2 separate regions of the Sus scrofa genome follow, and region 1 is linked to region 2. A link is a contact called in public Hi-C data. All regions are on one chromosome and are shown on one strand. Each heading gives the region's core, a stretch centred on a gene start, on an enhancer-like site or on the middle of the called end of the contact. The rest is flanking DNA. Distances are from core to core; before and after follow the strand shown. Region 1 overlaps IL1R1 (interleukin-1 receptor type 1). Region 2 overlaps IL1R1 (interleukin-1 receptor type 1).

Evidence for each region. Hi-C and Micro-C count contacts between places; a contact is called where the count stands out from the background.
Region 1: a contact with region 2 is called in a Hi-C map of liver, with 1.6 times the contacts expected there. The contact joins two enhancer-like sites. A contact is called at or near these places in 8 of 47 Hi-C or Micro-C datasets (embryonic fibroblasts, epiblast stem cells, fibroblasts and 4 more) and 1 of 2 datasets of contacts at active chromatin or transcription factors (skeletal muscle).

What each region holds. Positions count from the first base shown.
Region 1 is chr3:52,316,470-52,319,169 of Sscrofa11.1, reverse strand. The region is part of intron 1 of IL1R1 (interleukin-1 receptor type 1); the gene reads left to right. Among named protein-coding and RNA genes, the nearest start is that of IL1R1, 17 kb to the left of the region's middle. Within about 2 kb of position 1,404, at least 13 of the 83 cell types and tissues checked have an H3K27ac peak or open chromatin away from gene starts, as enhancers often do. A contact at or near this core is called in liver, where this site is marked.
Region 2 is chr3:52,279,838-52,282,537 of Sscrofa11.1, reverse strand. All of the region lies in intron 1 of IL1R1 (interleukin-1 receptor type 1), which reads left to right. Among named protein-coding and RNA genes, the nearest start is that of IL1R1, 54 kb to the left of the region's middle. Within about 2 kb of position 1,392, at least 3 of the 83 cell types and tissues checked have an H3K27ac peak or open chromatin away from gene starts, as enhancers often do. A contact at or near this core is called in liver, where this site is marked.

The DNA.
Region 1 (2,700 bases), core at 155-2,654, 37 kb before region 2:
TATGATTCTCATTTATATCTCTATCTTTAGCTCAGTTTACTTTTTTAACTAAATGGGGTGATAGCATCATTTTCCTGATAAAGGTACCTAATGGAGATTTGTACATTACACGGCCTATGCAGTGATCTATGTGTATATAGTTAATTGAAGTATAGTAAATTTACAATGTTGTGTTAGTTTCAGATGTACATCACAGTGATTCAGTTATATAACTGTATTTATAACTGTTCTCTCCCCTTAGGGGTTATTATAAAATATTGAGTATAGTTCCCTGTGCTCTACAGTAGGTCCCTGTTGGTTATCCATTTTATATATAGTAGTGCGTATCTATTAATCTCAAACTCACAATGTATTCTTCCCCCACTTTTCCTCTTTGATAACCCTAAGTTTGTTTTCTGTGTGTGTGAGTCTCTTTCTGTTTTGTAAAATTAGTTCATTTATATCCCTTAACAAATCCGCATATAAGTGATTCCATATTATATTTGCCTTTCTCTGTCTGACTTACTTCACTTAGTATGAGAATCTCTAGGTCCATCCATGTTGCTGCAAACGGCGTTTTTTTCATTCTCTTTTATGGCTGAGTAATACTCCATCATGTGTGTGTGTGTGTCTGTGTATTATATATAACATCTCTCACATACACACACAACCCCCACATTTTCTTTATCCTTTCATCTGTTGATGGACGTTTAGGGTGCTTCCTTGTCTTGACTATTGTAAATAGTGCTGCTATAAACACCAGTACATATTCTTTTGGGGGACCTACACTTTTTTAATCCCTTGCGCAGTATTTTGTTAAATGGCTGTGTCATAATTTATTTAACCAATTCTCTCCTGATGGCTATATCACGAGGCATTTTGCTGCAAGTTTCAGAAAGTGATTCAGTTTGGCTTCATAAAGAAAACTATTGGCTTATGTAACTGAAGTTCATGGACATGGCAGCTTCAAGTTGGACTTAATCCAGTGTTTCTAGCTCCGCTGGTTGTTACTGTGTTATCTTTGGCATTTGTTTCCCCCTGACCTGCCCTCCTTTGCAAGCTGGTTTTTTTCAGAAGGTTATTTCCCCTGGTGGTGGCAAAATGATTGTTACAGCAGCACCAGGCTTTACATTCTCTCCCCAGTGTTACAGAGGAAGAGAGGGAAAAGCTGCCACTTACAGGGCAAGCCAGAGTTGTGCCATTCATCCTGGTTGGACCCCTTGGCTCAAGTGTCCCCTCCTTGACCAACGGCTGGTCAAGGGTCATATTCCGTGGAAGCATCTGGGCCATACATTCTCCAAATGGGCCCCTAGCCTCAATCCAAATTCTTCAAAATCCCAGATGTTCTTTGAAAACACCAGCCTCGTACTGTATCCATAGAGCTATTTATTTGTGCAGTGACCAGTTTGGGATAAACTCCTAAAAATAAAATTGCTGGGACAAATGGAGCACAAGTTTTAGACTTTCCTGGATGTGGACCCTTTACTCTCCAAAAAAGATTTCAACAGTTTACACTTAAAATAGCTGTGCCTGGCTCCTTGTTATCACCGACTTGGTTATCAGAAATCATTCGGTCTCTGCCAAAACTTGTTGTTTTCCTATTATGCTAAGCTGTATTACTTTGGTTATTAGTAATCTTAAACATCTTTTTCATATTTATTGTCTGTTTTCCTTCTTCTGTGGACTGTTTATTCTTATCCTTTGCCCAGTTTTCTCTTGGATTTGTGGGAATTAGTTTAGTGTGAGCATTAACCCTTTGTTGGTAGCAAATGCTGCAAACACTCGCCCTAAGTTTTCATGTGTTTGTTAAATGTTAGTTTCCCCCCTCATTATATTCTTCATAAAAAGGTTTTTACTTTCAGGTAGCTGAAATTTTAAGTTCTTTTCCTTTACAGCCTCTGAGTTTGGTGTCATGCTGAGAAGTTCTGTGGAAGATTATGAAATTGTCTTTCTATGTTTTCTCTTTTACTTTTTTCATTTCAAGCTCTAATCAATCTAAAATGGGTTTGTGGTAAAGAGTGAGATGGAGTTGGGTTTGAGCCTTGTCCTGTCTAACCCTCCAGCCCTGCCTCCTCAGACACAGAGTGCTCTGTGCTTCTTCCTCTGCAGGCCTTGCCTTCCACAGGAGTAACACCAGAGCCACACACACACACACACACACACACACACACAGAGACCCACAGACACACACACACACACACACTCACATGCACAGAGACACACACAGACGCACACACACACACACACACAGACACACAGACACACAGAGACACAGACACAGACACACACTCACACACAGACACAGACACACATGAAAACACTCACACACAGACACACTCACACACACAGAGACACATACTCACATACACACTCTCACACACAGACACACACACAGAGACACACTCACACACACTGACACACACTAAAACACACAGAGAGACACACATTCACACACACACAATTACACATGGAGACATACAATCTCAACACACAGACACACACACGTACACTCACACACACACACACAGAGACACATGCTCACACGCACAGATGTAAACACTCACACATTCACATAGACATACACTCACACACAGGCATACAGACACACCCACCCACCAGGACTTTTCATGTCAGGAACAGACGAGGGCTTGTCACCCAGCCCCTATGTGTGCAAATGCAATGCCAAAGAGCCACTGGGAGGATGTACTCTCAGCTCGGACA
Region 2 (2,700 bases), core at 143-2,642:
AAAAATTTTATTTAAGACTATAATTTGAAATAGTACTTTACTTATTTTTCGGTTAGACTTTCCATTAAGGTTTTAGAACTCAGACTTTTTTTTGAACGAAAACACAAAGTTTGTGTGCTTTTGAATAGATAACACAATTTAAAAGGCCTTAAAGAGGCTATTCAGTGAAATCATTCCCTCTTTCTCATACATGGGTGACTCGTCAATAGTTTCTTCACACTGTATCAGTCAGGGTTCTCCCTCTGTAGAGTCAACAGGAAATAGATGTATTGTTTGTATATGTGTCTATCTGTCTGTCTATCTATCTATCTCTTATCTATAAAGAAAGAGTTATTATAAGGTATGGGCTGCCTCAATGCCATTTATGGAGGCTAAAAAGTTCTAGGATCTGCCGTCTACAGGCTATAGACCCAGGAGAGTAGGTAGTGTAGTTAGAAGGCTTGAGATCCAGAGAGCGATGGTGTAGACTCCTGTCCAGTCTGAAGGCCTAAGAACCAGGGTACCAAAGGCAGGAGAAATTGATGTCCTAGCTCAAGAGGGCAGACAGAGTTAATTCAACTTTCCTCTGCCTTTTGCTCTGTGTAGGCCCCCAAGGGATTGGAATGAGGACTGTCCTTGCTGGGGAGGGCTATCAGCTTCGCTCAGTTCACCACTTCAGGTGCTGATTATTTCCAGAAACAGCCTCACAGATACACTCAGAAGCAAGGTTTAACCAGCTCTCTGGGCATCTCCTGGCCCAGTCCAACCAACATGTAAAATTACCCATTACACACACCTCTTCTGTATGTACCCTCTTCCATGTCTGTATCTAACCTGCTGCTTTGTAGCCTTTTGGCAACTTTTCAATTGTTCGCAGTCTTTTGCTGTTACAACCAATGTTGCAATGAATAACAAACAGCTTTGCCTGTGTCATTTTGCAGAAGTGCCCGTAAGCTTAATTGTTAGCTAAATTCCTAGAAGTGGCACTGCTGAGTCAAAGGCTATGTGCATTTGTGATTTGATATAAATTTCAGAACTGCCCACCTACTTCCCACCAGGTTATACCAATGAACACCTCTGCCCGGAATGTTTGAGAGAATGTTTCCCCATGCACCTGTCAACACAGTATACTAGTAAACTGGTTTTTTTTTTTTTTTTAATTTTTTTAAGTTTGGTGATTTTATAGGGGGAAAAGTTTAACTCAGTATGTTTTTGAATTTTTCATATCTCACATCATAACTGCAGTTTTTAGACATGATTTTTTAAAGAGCAATTTTAAGTTCAGAGCAAAATTGAGGGGAAGGTATGGAGAATTCTTACATACCTTCTGCCCCACATGTGTATAACTTCCTCTGTTATATTCCCCTCCCAGAGTGGGATATTTGTTACAACTGATGAGCCAACATTGACACATCCTCCTCCAAAGTCCATAGTTTACCTTAAGGTTCACTCTTGGTGACCATCTGAGTGTTTTGACAAACATACAATGACATTTTTCCACCCTTAGCATGTCATACAGAATATTTTCACTGCCCTACAAGTCCTCAGTCCTCTTCCTATTCTATACCTTCTCCCGCTGTTACTGTGGCAACCCCTGATCTTTTTATTGCTTCCGTGTTTTCATAGAATGTCATGTAATTGGAATTGCACATTATGTAGCTTTTCAGACTGACTCCTTTCACTTAGTAATATGCACTGAAGGTTTCTCCAGGTCTTTTCATGGCTCGATTGCTCATTTCTTTTCAGCGCTGAATAACATCCTGTTGTCTGGATGGACCACAGCTGATTTAACCATTCACCTACTCAATGGCCCCTTGGTTGCTTCCATGTTTTGACAATTGTGAATAAAGCTTCCATAAACATCCCCGTGCAGGTTTTTGTGTGGATGTAATTTTTCAGCATCTTTGGGTAAATATCAAGGTGTGTAATTGCTGGATTGTACAGCAGTGCAGGTTTAGTTTTGGGAGAAACCATCAGACTGTCTTCCAAAGTGGCCACACCTTTTTGCCTTCCCACCAGCTGTGAAGGAGGGGTCCTGTTGCTCCATATCCTTGGCAGCACCTGCTGTCAGTGCTGCGGATTTTGGCCATTCACATAGGTGTATGGTGGCATTGGGATTATTTTGAAGCCAGTCGTGATCATGACAATTATTTTTTGAGGCCTTATGGGTGTCTGTGGGATGCCACAGTAGGGGAAGGCTATCTGGATGCTGCCCTCAAGGGTCATCCACAGCAGCTGGCGGCAGCTTGAGGTGTACTTATAAGGATAAGCACCACGAAAGACACAGACAGCTGCTGGGACAGTGGCTAAGGGCTGGGTCTGTATTGCCTGGTGATGGAGGGTCCTTGAGAGGAAGGGTGAGGTCTGAGGCAGAGGGAACAGAGGCATTTGAGCCCTGCTGAGGGGCTGAAGAAGGTCTGTAGGTAGGGGCTAAGTGAGTGGGAAGGAGCTTGGAAATGGAGACAAGGCCAGATCACAGTGGTGTAGACAGGGGTGGGACTTGGGACCCTTGCTGCAGTGGATGCAATGCTTGTACCTGGACAGACATCTCTTCCAGCAACCCAATACAAAGAAAGTATAAGGGACTAAAAATAACTACGTGCCCTGTGCAGTTGGGGCAAATTATAGGCAGGAGGATTAAAAAAAAAAACTAATACCCCAGCTGCCACTTCTGAAGAACCAAGAGCAAAAGCATGCCCCCTGCAATACCACCAAAGGGGT